Regions from separate parts of the Mus musculus genome. Here regions 2, 3, 4 and 5 are each linked to region 1. A link is a contact called in public HiChIP or PLAC-seq and promoter capture Hi-C data. All regions are on one chromosome and are shown on one strand. Each heading gives the region's core, a stretch centred on a gene start, on an enhancer-like site or on the middle of the called end of the contact. The rest is flanking DNA. Distances are from core to core; before and after follow the strand shown.

What was found. Promoter capture Hi-C pulls out the DNA fragments that hold promoters and counts their contacts. HiChIP or PLAC-seq counts read pairs in DNA pulled down with a chosen protein or histone mark.
Region 2: a promoter capture Hi-C map of pre-B cells shows a contact between it and region 1, with 5 times the contacts expected there. The contact joins the promoter of Msrb1 here to the promoter of Hmga1 in region 1. A contact is called at or near these places in 2 of 39 promoter capture datasets (neutrophils and pre-B cells).
Region 3: a promoter capture Hi-C map of pre-B cells shows a contact between it and region 1, with 2.2 times the contacts expected there. The contact joins the promoter of Cramp1l here to the promoter of Hmga1 in region 1. A contact is called at or near these places in 1 of 39 promoter capture datasets (pre-B cells) and 2 of 9 other capture datasets (adipose tissue and liver).
Region 4: a contact with region 1 is called in an H3K27ac HiChIP or PLAC-seq map of regulatory T cell precursor, with 11 times the contacts expected there. The contact joins the promoter of BC003965 here to the promoter of Hmga1 in region 1. A contact is called at or near these places in 1 of 39 promoter capture datasets (pre-B cells) and 1 of 115 datasets of contacts at active chromatin or transcription factors (regulatory T cell precursor).
Region 5: a promoter capture Hi-C map of liver shows a contact between it and region 1, with 4 times the contacts expected there. The contact joins the enhancer-like site here to the promoter of Hmga1 in region 1. A contact is called at or near these places in 2 of 39 promoter capture datasets (both in liver).

Annotation. Positions count from the first base shown.
Region 1 is chr17:27,555,146-27,558,057 of GRCm38.p6, reverse strand. Hmga1 (high mobility group AT-hook 1) reads right to left here and starts at 1,484. Exons shown (of 5, transcript NM_001025427.3): 1 at 1,347-1,484.
Region 2 is chr17:24,735,106-24,738,017 of GRCm38.p6, reverse strand. Msrb1 (methionine sulfoxide reductase B1) reads right to left here and starts at 1,425. Exons shown (of 5, transcript NM_013759.3): 1 at 1,256-1,425. The coding sequence starts at 1,310. It overlaps Rpl3l (ribosomal protein L3-like), which reads right to left. Exons shown (of 10, transcript NM_001163945.2): 8 at 2,506-2,601; 9 at 2,177-2,296; 10 at 1,875-2,018. The coding sequence ends at 1,962.
Region 3 is chr17:25,013,686-25,016,597 of GRCm38.p6, reverse strand. Cramp1l (cramped chromatin regulator homolog 1) reads left to right here and starts at 1,368. Exons shown (of 21, transcript NM_020608.3): 1 at 1,368-1,471; 2 at 2,573-2,910. The coding sequence starts at 2,574. Ift140 (intraflagellar transport 140) reads right to left here and starts at 512. Exons shown (of 30, transcript NM_134126.3): 1 at 1-512.
Region 4 is chr17:25,183,050-25,185,961 of GRCm38.p6, reverse strand. It overlaps BC003965 (cDNA sequence BC003965), which reads right to left and starts at 1,401. Exons shown (of 2, transcript NM_183150.2): 1 at 1,322-1,401; 2 at 1-1,242. The coding sequence starts at 1,353. The coding sequence ends at 864.
Region 5 is chr17:25,280,852-25,283,763 of GRCm38.p6, reverse strand. No RefSeq gene overlaps it. Among named protein-coding and RNA genes, the nearest start is that of Gm17801, 8.2 kb to the right of the region's middle. Within about 2 kb of position 1,518, at least 63 of the 459 cell types and tissues checked have an H3K27ac peak or open chromatin away from gene starts, as enhancers often do. A contact at or near this core is called in liver, where this site is marked.

The DNA.
Region 1 (2,912 bases), core at 235-2,734:
AACTTGGTAAAATGGAGGTTCTTGCGGAATGCTTACAGACCGCCACTTTGTTTACTGAGAAGCAGGTTAAGACCCAGGCGCCCTCTACTCCAGAATGAGGATGCCTTCGCTGGCGTCCCAGCCTGGTGGTTGTAGGCCGGCGCTTCTAGGAGCTAGGACGAGGGGGAGGGGCGCAGAGCCCTTTAGGCGCGGGAAACGGCGCACCCCGACCACATGCACCGCCACGCGGGTGCGCCCGGCCCCACTTCCTGCCAGAGGGGGCACCCAAGCCCGCCTTGGGGGCAGGAAACCTGGTGCGAGTCGCAGGAAGAAAAAAACCCCTTCCTCTCTCCATGAAAACCAAAGCGGGGGGGGGGGCAGAAACGGGGAGTCGAAGGGACTAGTTCTAACAGAACCCAGCAAAGCAGAGGAACCAGTTTGTGGGGGCGGAGGGCAGGCCTGGCCCTGGAGGTTGAAGAGGCGCGGGGCAGGGCCAAAGGTGTGTGTGGGGGTGGGGGGTGAAACCCCGAAACCCAGGCCCTCGCGATCCGGCCTCGTCCACGCACAGTACTACTCTGGGAAAGGCGGAGGAGAGGCCAGAGAGGAATCTCGGGTCGCCGGGCCCCTCCCCCGCACTTCTAGAACTTCCCTGGCTGAGGGGGGCGCGCGCCCACCTCCCGCCGCTGCGCAGCGCGCGCCCCTCCCTGAGGCCGGGCTCGCCGAGCGCGAGGTGCACGGGCGCCGCTGGGTGCACAAGCGGCGCTCGTCGCAGTCGCGCGCCCCCTCCCCCTCCGCGCGCCGTTCCCCGGGGTCTCCGCACCCCACGGTCGCAACCCGGGCACCCTCAACCTGGGGACCGGAGGACGCGGCGCCCCGCGGACACCCACCCCGGCCCCGCCGCCTGCGAGCACAGTGCGGCCTCCCCTTTCCCGCGGCCCGCGCAAGCCCGGGGCCTGGGAATAAAGCGGGCAGCGCGCGCCGCAGGCCCCCCGGGCGCGCCGCGGACACTCACCGCGAGCTCCGCAGGCCGCCGGCGGGGCGCGCTCGGGGCTGCCGGGTGCGGCGTGGCTGGGCTCAGGGCACCGGCCTGGGCTCTGCCGCCACCGCCGCCGGTCGCAAATGCGGATCTGAAACCGGGAGAGGGCAGAGGCGCTGAGACCGCTGCGTGCGCGCCGCCCGGGCCCCCGCCGGGGATGTGTGTCACATCCGAGCTGGGGCGAGGGAACACTGACGGATCCCGCTCCCCTGGAGGATGGCGAGGGGCAGGAAGCTGGGCACGGCCCGTGCGCGGCCTCAATAAATAATAATGTGATTAGATTCTAGACCTACAGGAAAAAAAGAAGCCACCCGAGCGGCGGCGAACTCACGCCTTCTTGGAGCCGCGCCAACACCAGAAATAGCCCCGACTCGGAGTCCCAATTAGAGGAGCGCAGCCCCGGCTCAGGGGAGCTTAAAAAGAGCGACCCAGGGGCAGGGGGGACGGGCCCGCCCGCGCCAGCCGTGTCACCGGGGGGCGGGGCCATGCAAATGAGCCCGGGGATTTAAAAGGGCGGCCGCCCGCCAGCTGCCGCCGCCGCGCGCGGGTAGCTCGCCACTGTGCGCGCGGTTTCCGCGGGCACGCGCGCCGACGGCCCTCGTTTCTCACAGTTCCCGAGCAGCCTGGCGTTGGAGGAACCGGTGACGGCGGCCCTGCTGTTTAAGTGGGGACCCGGGGACACACCTACAGGAGCCCCCCCGTGGACTCCGGCCTCGCGGGGAGGCGCGCGCTGACGCCTGTGCCCTCGGACGTCCACGCGTACCCTAAGGAGCTTCTCGCGGCCCGGACGCCGCCCCCCCCCCCCAGCCCATGTCGAGGGCCTCTCCTTAATTCCCCTCTGCCACCAAGCAGGTGACGGCGTGTGCGTCTCCGGAGGCCTCCAGGCGCGTAAAAAACAAAGTCTTGTGAAACCCAAACGTGAAACTTGGCCAACGCCAACGGTTTAAATCTAGTAACGGCCGCCACCCAGGTGCAGGCTTCAAAGGAGCCGAGCGATTGGCCGCCTCGCCGGGACATCGCGGGGAGGAGCCACGGGTGGCCAGCTGCTTGGTGTTGAGGAAGCACGAGGTCCCTCTGGTGTGATTCCCCGCCCCCGTGACTTACGACTTAAGACAAGGGGCGCCTGGAAGCCCCTTGAGGGCAGGGGTTCGAGTTTCCCGCCTCTGGGCGCCTGGGTCAACAAAAGACTTGTTGCTGGGCCGGAGGAAGCCTAAGTGGGAAGATGGCGGGCGGTGGGGCGCGCCCTGCAGGCCGGGCGCGGGCCCTTGGACGCACCTCCCCACCTCGGTTCCCCGAGTCGGCCTTTCCACACCTCTCGTGATGCAGGGAATCGTAATTCGGGCCCAGTGACACACGACTGTGACTCATAACTCTGTTCCCCTTCCTCCGCGGTCAGCCCTCTCCTCGGGGGGCGCGCGGGCGGTGGAAGGGTACGCGGGGGCCCAGCGTGCGCCCGGCTGGAGGCGGGGTGGGAGCCTTGGGGAGGCGGGCCTCCCAGTTTCAGGAATGCCTCAGGAATGTTTCCGGTGGGGGGTGGGGAGCGCGGCGGGCCCGGCTACCCCCCACCCCCCACCCCCGGGCCGTAGGATGGCGCCCTGGGCGCAGGGCAGCACGTGCTCGGTGGGGGTGGGGCGCAGCGGTCAGGCGCGGGAGGCCACGGCAGGCCGCGGGTCCCGGACCAAGGTCCAGGTGACCCTCAGTTCCAGGGGTGCCCCTGGAGAAGGAGGAAGTCATGGAGGGGCGTTCCCAACGGGTGGAGGGGAGCCTAGGGCGCCGGGGCAGTCTGGGGGAGGAGCGGCTGCCCCTTTGTGTGCAACCGCCGTGGGGGCGGGGCGGGGTGGAAGCGCGCCGCGCCCTCCATCTTTGTGCCCCGCGAGCCGAGTTGGCTGGAGGGGCT
Region 2 (2,912 bases), core at 176-2,675, 2.8 Mb after region 1:
GACACACAATACAGTACGTGGCCAAGAGAAAACTCCCAGAAGTCGGATAGTGGCCTCCCTTTACCCTTAGACAAGCTCCACACAGTAGGGCTCCTAACTGCCAGTGTAACCACTTGGTCCTCTTTCTCAAGTGGGCATCTCTGCTAGTCAACAGTCTTGGATACCATGGATATCAGCTCCGGTCTTAGGAACAGACTGGCCCTAGAGGACAGTCTTCCAAGCCAAATAGGGAACCCCAGAAAACAGCAGCTGGGAAGAAAGGTTTCAACCTGTCCCCAAAAGATCACATGAGTGGAAGGGGTAAGGATGGTTGCAAAACTGAATTACATAACTGTTTGAAAGACTTAAAAATGGGAACCTGCAGGGTACTGAATCATCGGTCACCCACCACTTGAGGACAGACACCCTGGAGTCTGAACTGTTCTTTCAACCTGTATCAGGAACTGGAGAGGAAGCAAAACTGAGTGAGTGTCTAGCTTGCCAGGGTAGCCTGAGGGCAACTGGAGTGTTGTAGCCAAAAAGAATTCAAGGGAGGTCTCTTCCCAGCAACCCTGTATTACAACAACTGGCTTATAGAGGTGCCCATTGTCACAGCCCTGCCCTCTAGAGGACTGACATCTAACAAACAGATCCTGCCCCTGGAACGCCAGTGCCATAGTTTTTACCAAATTAGTCCAGATCAGCAGAACCCAGCAAGAAGGGAGCCAAGCAACGTCTCTCACAGTACTGGTCAAACTTCATTTATGCTGGCAAGAACCCATTGACAACCAACGCAGAGGACGGAGAGACATCTGGGACAGCACATTCCGGATTGAACAGCAAGTGCAGAGCTTGTCCGCTCATCCAAGCAAATCAGGGGTTGCAGGCGGGGGGGTGGGGTGGGCGAGGGGGTACATTGTCAGGGCAAATTCCAACACTGACCTTGGACCACATACCACCATCATTCCGCTCTAAAGTTCAGACCACTCTGACACCATCCGGTGGCATCACCCTTACGCATCTGGCCCAGAGAATCCCCCAGAGAGATCTACATTTGAAGTTCAAGGCCTGTCCCCCTCGAGAACAGAGTCTACCGGAATGTCCCTTCTCCTCTCAAGTCCTCCTGCTCCAGAATGCCCTGGCCACCCAGCTCCCCTCCTCCAAGTTCTTTTTTCCCAGGCTCGCTTCTCCTCGGCAACCACACTAGCCCAGTCCCGGTTCGGGAACTCCACAGCTCCCCAGGAGGCAATGTATGCTTTAATGCCACGGGGTGTACCTGGCTCGAAGTGATTCTGGAAAACCTCGCCTCCGAAGAAGCTGCAGAACGACATGGTCGCGACGGGACAGGCAAAAGCTCCCAGCCAGGTCCGGGTAAAACCCTAAGATCTGGACTCAAACCCGACCCAGTCCCAATAACCAATCACTTTCCGATTCGCCATAAGCCCCGCCCCTAGAGGGGACCAGTCACTCTTGGATTCCCCACGGCCGCCTCCTAGCAGCCCCGCCCTCAAGGAGTCTCTCCTCCCATAGGCCCTAAACCCCACCCATCCAGCCAAGTTTACCCAGAGATCACGTCCTTACTTCCGCCTCTAGAAGGCCCCGCCCAGGGAGCCGCTCCCAGGAAGCTTAGCTGTTAAGATGAAGGCCAAACCTATGCTAAGCTCCAGTACAGCGGCTAGGCTATAAACATTGGTACTAGCCAATGGTAGCTACTACTAATACCATTGTGCAACTGGCGTGGAGGCGCATCTACCCAGCTGTATCTATAGCCCTCTTATCTGGCGCTAAACCTTGCGCCCGCGTCTGGGATCACCCAACCTCCGACCCAGGCTTAAGATCTACATCAAGCCTCCCAGGGAATGTGGAAGAGAGACAGACACACAGAGACAGACAGAGAGAGTTGCCTCAGGACTTTATTGAACAAAAAGGACCGGACAGATAGCAAGAGTGCTACATCCCAGGTGTGCTCCATTCCAGACATCTTACATGTTTCCCAAGGTCTCCGGCTTCTCTTTCTCCAGATGTTTCTTTTGGGGACCCTGGTTAAGGTGAGGAGACAAGATGAGAGTTAGTCAGGAGAGTCAGTCAAGAAATACTACCTACGGCCAGTGCCAGGGCCACCTAGGGCCTGCTCTACTGGTTTGCTAAAAAGGCCCCTTCTTCTAGTTCCTCTCTGGAACAAGTGGGACTAGCTCACCATGAAGGCCCTCTTCTCCTGCGCTGTCTGAAAACATCCGTGGCCAAACTTAGAAGTGGTGTCAATGAACTTGAGCTCAATATTCTCCAGGGCCCTGCGGCTGTGGTGCACCAGAAGGGACTGGGTATCCAAGAGAGAAGAGATGTCAAGGACAGAGGGCCCCGACTCCTCCTGTGACCTCCAGTTCACACCAAGGAGGACTCAGTCAATCCCTCGCTCTTGCCAGACCCCCTTCCTTTACTCTCCCACCACACAACCCACCACAGAGCACGCTAAAGGACAGAACAGGCCACTGGAGTCCACTCCCCAGCTTGCCAAGCAGCACTGACCTTTCTCAGAGTGATCACTCGCTTCTTGGTACCTGCAATGCAGCCCTTTAACATGATGAAGTCATTGTTCACTTCCCCATAGTGGGGGAAGCCACCCTACAGGGAGACAGACCACACCAAGCCAGGAACAGGGCAGCCAAGTTAGGAGGCTGTAGTGGGAGGGAGCCCTATGCGCAGACCCCAGGGTGCAGGGACAATACCTTCCCACTGGGTCACTCCTCAGGGGGCAGTAACATCTCAACTGAATACTAAGTATCTTTCCTGTGTCATCTCATTTAACAATATGCCTTTTTGTGGGCACACTGATGCTCAGAAGTTTGGGTTTGCTGAGCACGGTGGTATACACTCGTAAATCCAGCACTTGAGAGGGGGATATGAGATCACTTTGAGTTGAAGGCCAGCTTGGG
Region 3 (2,912 bases), core at 119-2,618, 2.5 Mb after region 1:
CACGCAGGCCATCAGTCGGCACCTCGCGGAGCTTAGTTGCATTGCATCGGATGGGGAGGCGCGGCTCGAGAGCTTCTCTGGAACGTTCTGAGTACCGGACACCGCCCCGGCGCGTGGCGCGTTGATGCCTCGAGAGACCGCTGCAAGCGGTACTCAGCAGAGGCTTGCAGCAGCTAGGCACAGGGTTCCCTGGGTGACCGTGTGCACTTTAGCCAGTGTTAGCCAACGGCGAGTGTCGCTGAAGAGCAGGCGCAGTAGCACGGTCCACGCCAATGAGCCAAGGGGATAACCAGAGGCGGGGACCTCCTGCAAACTGGGATACTTTTTTCAAACGCCACATGCATAAGCATTAGAGTTTTAAAAACACATTTCCTTATCGCTTCGAATAGGAAAAGTGTTAGTGGACTATGCTACGATACATTTATGGTCTTAAACCTGTTTTCAAAGTGCAAAGTCCCCACCCGAGTTCCCGCGCGCTTCAAGACGCCCCGCTGAGGCGGTGATTTCTTCTCACGCATCCGTCAACATAGTCTCAGCCAATCACAGCCAGCACGCTGATCCTATTGGCTGTCGGTTGGCCAATCGGAAAAGACGCATGATCCGCAAGGGCGCGAGGTTGCCGTCACAACACGCCCCACGTTGCGGGCCCGCCCCTGTACATCGTGCGGGCGCGCGCACGTAACGCCTGCTGACCAATGGCAGCCTAGCTGGTTGGGCGCGCCCGCAGAAAAGCTGGACGTGCTCGTCTTTTTTGCGGGACGTTCGCCCCTCCCCGCTCCGGCGCCGACTTCAGGTCCCCGGCGGCCGCCGTAGCCGGAACTGTTTAGAGCGCGGCGTCCCGGGTGTGGGAGGGCGAGTGGCGGCTGCACCGGTGCCGTCAGCCCTGTTAGCCGCGCGCCAGTCCACGGAGAGGTCTTGCGAAGGGGAACAGTGCTTGGTGACCGCGCCTGACACCTGACCACCAGCCCGGCGTCGCGGCTTCGCCGCAGCCGGAGCTGCCGGGCCCGGTCGGTTCTGCGGAGGCCCGGGATCCGGGAGCCAGGCTGCCGGGAAGCGTGGATGAAAAAGGTGACCGTAGGCTGCACTTGGGAGCCTTCGGGATCCGCGGAGGGGCCGCGGTATTCGTGGGCTGCGCCGCGTGCAGCCAGCGGTCAGCTCCTCAGGAAGGTGCGAGCTTCTCCCACCCGAAATGGGACAAAGGGTGTGGAGCCGGGACGAGGCCCACAGTGCCCGCGCCTCCCACGGTCAGGAAGTGACGGGTTTCGGTGACGGACTCCTATGGAGTCCACCGCCTCTGGGGAACGACCGGAATGTGCCTGGGGACAGGGCCCAGCGCGCCGGCGAGTGGGTCCTGTTGGATTGATGCATTTTGCTTGGTGCTGTTGGCAGTGCTGGTTCTGGGAATGGGTTTCGCTCCCTAGCACAATGACAGGGTTTTGGGAACCGTGGTGAGGGGGTTAAAAGTGAATAGGTTCGAAGTCTTGTGCCATAAAATCATTTAGCGTGGGGTTGTGTCTTGTGTGGTTCTGTGCCAGGGTTTTCTTAAGGTAGTATTTGAAAGATCAGTGCCAAACAGGAAAATTGCACACCGTTTTTGGCAGCACCATTTTATGGTGTTACTTCGAGTTTTACATCTCTGTCTTTACCTTCAGTCTGTTTCTTTGTTATCATTGGTACCTTGCTCTGTCTGCTTTTCTTTTTAAGTGGAATGTTTTCAACAGTTATGTTGGACCTAGCGTCTGCTAAAGAACGGAGTGTTTCTCTGTCCTGCTTCATCATGTACACAGCCTGTCTTAAGATGTTGGAATGTACCTGAACTTTAGTTTATTCTGAGTATAATTTCTCCTAGCTACAGATAATTATTATTTTGCTTATCGATATCTTATGACAGTGGTAGAAGTTAAAGCAAGAATTTTGTTGTTTCCAGAATTGTTTACATAGTTCAGTTCCTATTCTTAAGATCCGACTGGAACATAACAGTGTTTGCTGTCACTTTTCCGGTGTTCTCTAACCTGTTCTATGCAACAGGCTTTGTTGAATGAGAGGTGTAGTCGGGCCATCTCCCTCCTGGGAAGGTTTCCGGAGTGCAGAGTCTCTCTCTTGCATGCCAGCTTTGGAGGGAGCGGCAGTTTTGGCCTATGGAGCACTAGGGGCTCGGAGGGCAGCGCGGGCCGTTGCAATAGGCAGGTGCGCGGCTTGATCGCGCGTGGCTCGGGAGCAGAGGGGAGGCACGGGCAGTGCGGGGAGCGAGGCGGGATCAAGCTGGGGGCCATGAGCTGCGGCTCCTTGGGTTAGGTGGTGGCGGGACGGCGGTACTGCGGGACCCAAAGCGCAGAGGCCAGGTCATGCTGCCGTGCCTTCCGTGGCTCCGGGCTGTGTTGGTCTACCTGGGTTAGGGGCATCCAAGGGCGGGGCGGGGTCCCGGTCCGGTCGGGCTCAGCACTCTGTGGGCCCTCGGGCGGGCGGCGGGCGGCGGGCGGCGCTGGAACAAACAACGGCCGCCATGTTGGGAGGCCGGCGGTAAACTTCTGCCTGCCGCCCGCCTCACCGCTCCTCGTCTCTCTCGCCGCAGGATGACAGTGAAGTTGGGCGACGCCGGCAGCGGGGAGGAAGGGCTCAAGAAGCTGGGCAAGCGGACGGCCGATGAGGAGTCGCTGGACGGAGAGGGGCCCGGCGGCGCGGACGCGGCGGACAGCAGCAGCACAAAGAGGGACGGGCAGACCCCTCGGGCCTCCGGAGCCCCCGCGCCACCCAGAGGGCTGCCGACCCCGTCTCCACCGCAGGGCAGCCCCCAGGACCAGCACCATTTCCTAAGGTCCAGCGTGCGACCCCAGAGCAAGAGGCCCAGGAAGGACGCACCCTGTGCTTTGGGCAGTGGTGGTGCCAGCGGTTCCGGGCCGCGAGGAAAAGGT
Region 4 (2,912 bases), core at 152-2,651, 2.4 Mb after region 1:
ATAGCACAATAGACTCCTGAGTTCAATCACAACACTGTGAAAAAGACAGAAACAAACAAACAAAAAAAACCAACCCACTATATTATTGATGTTTTGTTTTGTTTGAGACAGGCCCTCCCTACGTAGCCCAAGCAGACCCCAAACTTAGGATCCTCCTGCCTCAGTTTCATAAGTGTTGAGATGACAAGCATACCCTACCACTTCTGTCAAGTTTTTAAGTTCTCATGTGGGAATGAAGAGCAGAAGAGAAAAAAAAAAAAAAAAAGATGGCAGCAGAAGCAGGAAGCAGGCTGATATCTAAGTCTACAGCAAGGCTGGTTTACATAGCCAGTTCTAGGCCTGCCAGAGCTAAATAGGGGGACTGTGTTTCAAAACAAAAAAACCAAAGCCTACTTGATGATGAAAGGGGAGGTGAGAAAATTGAGTTCATTAGACTTTACCAAATGTATTTTCCATTTGTTAGTTTTTAAAATAGCTTCAACTGATGTTGCACACATATAGGTAATTACACTTCAGCAGTTAGTCTGTCTCGGAAAGCGAATGAACTGCAGGTAACACCTCCACCAGATGAACGCTGGAAACATGATTAGGCTGTATGAACACATCATAACTCAAGAGCATAAGGTGCACCCAAAACCTTTTCTAGGAACCTCAAAAGTTCTATGGACGTAATCACTGGGCATTGGTGTTCGGCAAAGATCAGATTTCAAGCCTCCAACTTTGTGCTGTGTTCTTGTGTCTCAGCGCCAAGAGCGCCATCCAAGTCCTTTAAGCAACGAGGACATGCGCAGAACCAGTTCAGAAATCGTCAAATTCAACAACGAAAGGACGGCTGCCTAGTCCCTTCCTCAGCACGCACCCTGTTACGTTCTAGCCCCGTAGAGGGCCGGAGCTTCAAGCTCCTCCGGAGGACCTTCCGGCTCCTCCTCGTCCTCCTCTTCCAACACCTGCCTCAACCACAGGTCCATGCCGCTCTCCTCCCTCTGGTAGCACCATACAACCAGAGCCACGAGTGTGAGGGTGAGCGGCAGCACTTTCCACCAGGGCCGCTGCTGCGGCTTCCCCAGGGAATGCTCCACGGTCCAGCGGATCGGGGTGGCTTTGCTGCCGGAAAATTGGATCGGGAGGTTGGGGTCGTCGTCCTCCTCTTCCCTGTCTGCAGGCTGAGCTGGAGACCGGCCACGGGGCGGCGGATGCAAACTTCGCGAAGCCCAGCCCACGAGCCGCAGAGCCCGGACCGCTCTGGAAGAGAGACAGCAGTAAGCGTCCCGGAGCCACGGCCACCTCCCACCCTCACGCACCGGCACCTCACGGCTCTCACCCCGCAGCCCGTGAGCACAGGACACTGTTCATAGCGACCTCGACTCGCACGCTGAGGCGCACCGCGCTTTCGTCACTTCCGTCGCACAAAACCGGAAGCCGAACTTCACATCCAATTTCACGACTACAAAACGTGGGTCCAGCGGCGCAACGGAAATGATGCATTTCCTCTCGCTAGCTCTTCCGTCTCCGGCCTCGCCCTGATCACTATCTGGACGACTTACGGGTTTGTGTCGTTCTGGGTCCTTCCATTGAGACCTGATCCGGCGCGGCGGATTGAAAGTGAAGCAGACTCGGTTCTCCGAAGAGCTTGGCCCGAGGCTGTTTAGTGTGATGCCCAAGGACTTGAGAACCCGTGGCATCTGCTGGCTTCTTTCCAGGACCATCGTCCGGGAGGGACTTGGTCCCTGTTCTCCATGAGCGCATCTTCCAGTCTTAGCGCTCCATCCGAGCTCTCAGGCACGGAGGCGGGAAACCCTCGCGCCTTAAACGCCTCCCGGCCTGGCCGTCCCTTTGAAAAGGCTTGTAGAAACATCACCTCCACCTAGACTATCCCAGGTCCCCAGAATCCATTTGCCTTCAGGAAGAATGGAAATGGCTCTGTGTAGACCATAGGCTGACCAGATCTCGGACAGCCTACAGGGAGGCGATTCTGAAATTACACTCCCATAGCTAACGTGCACCTGGCCTTTTGATCTGGAAGCTGATTGAAGCTCTGCATCGTCAGAATCAGCCAGGCAACCTTGTAATCCCAATACTGTGGAGGCAGATAGAAGAGAATCACTGGTCCCAAGTACTACACAGCTTAACATCAACCCAATTTAAAATACAAAAAAAAAAAAAAAAAAAAGAGGATCAGCCCTAAAGGTGTCTGTCTTCTTAGTACCTGTGCTGTGTAGAAGCTAGAGTGAGTTATATTACACCTGGTCTTACCGCAGGGCTCAATAATGATTATCACTCCGATTTTATTCTTGATCTGTAAACCAGTGACATGAATAAAAACAAAAAAACACCTCTTCCTCTATCTCATGGGGCTGTGAGTTCCTTTCTGGGCAAGCAGAGTCCCCATGATTTATTTTGCTCAGGAGGGTGTCTGAGGGCACCACAGCATGCATGACAAGGGAGAAGTTAGGCAGGAAAAGGACCCTTCAGCCTTTGGCTGTTAGTGATGTAGATATTCCTGCTAGAGTGAGGGCCAGTCTTACACAGCACTCCAAGAAGGTAGAGGGTGCCCTCACTAGGCAGCATAGAGGGGAGACACACAACTCACAGTGCAGCAACCTGGCTCCTGAAGACATGAAGTTCAGCTACAAAAACCCAGCCCAACTGTCCTGTCTTCACTTGAAACTCCTCTGCTGGGGGACTGGACTTGAACTTCTCCCCATGCAGGGAAATAGGGGTCTGATATCAATTGGATCCAGAAGCTTGGGGGGGAAATTTACACCTGTTGCAACTGCAGGATTTGGGAGCAGCCTGCAAACTCACTTGCCTTGTTCCCTGCAGGTGGTTTTGCCCGCTCTTTGCTCAAGGTCTCCCACCTGGGGAAGCACACTCTGTCATCCTGAAGGTGACCATAGCTTTTGGATGTTTAC
Region 5 (2,912 bases), core at 269-2,768, 2.3 Mb after region 1:
CATTTCCCCCTTTTTATATAAACTAAAAAATTGTACAATTTAACTTTTTACAAGAGAAACAAGTGTCAACCCCACCAACAGTCCAAATGCCCTCATGAAGATCTGCTGATTCGATGATCCTTCAGAGCTGCAGTCCTGATCATCTGCCTTCAGCAACAGTCCATTTCAGCATAAGCAGTCTGTCCTTCAGCTTGTTTGTTGAGCTGTCTCTGGGGGTCTTCAGTTTCTGATAGAATCCTGAAGAAATGGATTCTAATAGCAGGGAAGTAACGCCTCAGCTGCGGGGTAGATGAATATGCCAACAAGAGTGAGTGCAAGCAGGCAAAAAGCAAAAGCTTCCTTCTTCCATGTCTTTTTATGTGGGCTGCCATCAGATGTGGCTCATATTTAGGGTGGCTCTTCCCACCTCGAATGCTCCAGGTTTAGGATGGTCTTTATAGTGGTTTGCATGAGAATGTCTTCCATAAACACATATATTTGAATGTCTTATCCCCATGGTTTTAGAAGGGTTAGGTGGTGTGGCCTTGTTGGCGCCAAGACCAAGGCCAGGCCAAGATTCTCTCTCTCTCTCTCTCTCTCTCTCTCTGCCTGTTGCCTGTGCATGAGGTTATAAGCTTCCAGATACTGTACGGAAGCCCCTAATTGGTTCCTTTTATAAGTTGCCTTGGTCATGGTGGGTTTTTGGGTTTTTTTTGTTTTTTTGTTTTTTGCTTATTATGTACGAGTGCTCTGTGTGCATGCATGCCTGCATACTAGAAGGGGACATCAGATCCCAGGGTAAATGGTTGTGAGCCACCATGTATTTGCTGGAAATTGAACTTAGAGCCTCTGGAAGAGCAGCCAGTGACCTTAACTACTGAGACATCTCTCCAGCCCCAGGTTCTCACAGTAACAGAACAATATCTTAGTCGTCCCAAATCCAGTCAAGATAAATCTCTCTCAGGCGAGCCCAGCTGCTTGGCTTTTAGGTAATTCTAAATCACGTTGACAACCAACCAAGGCTGGCTATTACAGAGAGAAAGGAAGGGCTACCTTCCTTGCTCGGCCGAGGCTGACAGACCCTGGAGTCAGTGGTATAGCTTCAGTGTGAGGAGGAAGCAAAAGACATCCAGATCTGGGCTAGAAAAGGTGTTGCTGTTGAGTTGTAGTTCTTCAGATGCTCTGGATGGTAACCTTGATCACCAGAGTGTCTCTGACCCACCAGCTCCTGAATGACACGGACTTTTATTATTTATGAAAGCTTAGGCACTATGACTTAGACTATTTCCCAACTAGCTCATATAACCTAATCAACCCGTTTATTTTAGTCCGTGTGTGCCTCGAGGCCTGCTACCTCTCACTCAGCCCTGGTATGTACGATTTCCTCCATGCCTGGCTGGCTGGCGAATCTCCCGCCTCTCAATTCTTCCTCAGAGTTCCTATCTCGACCGGAAGTCCCGCCTTTCCTCTCCTGCCCACCTACTGACACCAGATCTTTATTAAACCAATCAGAAGGCAAGGGGAGTGACTGTTTACAAACTGCTAAAGCGGGTGATGATCCAATACAGATAACAGTACCAAAGTCCAGCCTGTGCCCAGCTCTCTGCCAGTACAGCAACTGGCACTTAAATAATAGACACCCTTTACACGGTGCACAAAAAGGAAATCCCAACATCTCCCCCTTTTAGTCCAATAAAAGGATTTTCTCTAACAGCAATAAGCTATATACAATAAGAACAATTATGAGAGCGGGGCAGTGGTGGCGCACGCCTTTAATCCCAGCACTCGGGAGGCAGAGGCAGGCGGATTTCTGAGTTCAAGGCCAGCCTGGTCTATAGAGTGAGTTCCAGGACAACCAGGGCTATACAGAGAAATCTTGTCTCAAAGAATAAAAAAAAAAAAACAAAAAAACAAAACAAACGGAGCTAGAGAAAGTACCAAAGAAGCTAAAGGGATCTGCAACCCTATAGGTGGAACAACATTATGAACTAACCAGTACCCCGGAGCTCTTGACTCTAGCTGCATATGCATCAAAAGATGGCCTAGTCGGCCATCACTGGAAAGAGAGGCCCATTGGACACGCAAACTTTATATGCCCCAGTACAGGGGAACGCCAGGGCCATAAAAGGGGAGTGGGTGGGTAGGGGAGAGGGGGTGGGTGGCTATGGGGGACTTTTGGTATAGCATTGCAAATGTAAATGAGCGAAATACCTAATAAAAAATGGAAAAAAAAATCCAGGAAATTCATATAAGAGAAAGATATGATACCTGTTCTTCTAAAAAAAAAAAAACAAAACAAAACAAAACAAACAAAAAAAAAACCAATTATGAGAACTATCAGGTAAGAATTACGTTCCCATTGTCTAGTCCATCTGTATTGGTAGCCTTGGAGAAAGTACGCCACTCCCTATCCAACCCTGGCAAGCCCCGAGTTCAGAACCTAAATTGCTTCTTTTTGTTGTTGTTGTTGTTGTTGTTGTTATTTTCAGAGACAGGGTTTCTCTGTGCGGTCCTGGCTGTCCTGGAACTCACTCTGTAGAACAGGCTGGCCTCGGACTCAGAAATCCACCTGCCTCTGCCTCCCAAGTGCTGGGATTACAGGCATGTGCCACCACTGCCCCACCTCCTAAATTGCTTTTTATCATTTCTTATATTACAAACCAAAAAAAAAAAAATCTTTTTACACCTGAAAATATTTTCTTAAATCCTAATCAACTTCAGGTTAATTGTGAGACTCTAAGTAACTAGTCTTCAGCCCCATCAGAGACCTGAGAAAGAAAACATTGCCCAAGTACAGGAAATGCAGAGCAAGCAGCTTCCAAAACTGTAGAAATGATGGAGACCGCTGGCTGCTTGGACAGGAACCCAAGCTTGCTCTGTGATGGTGGGGCTGGGGCACCCATCTTCAGCCTACAGGCCCAGAATATCTGACA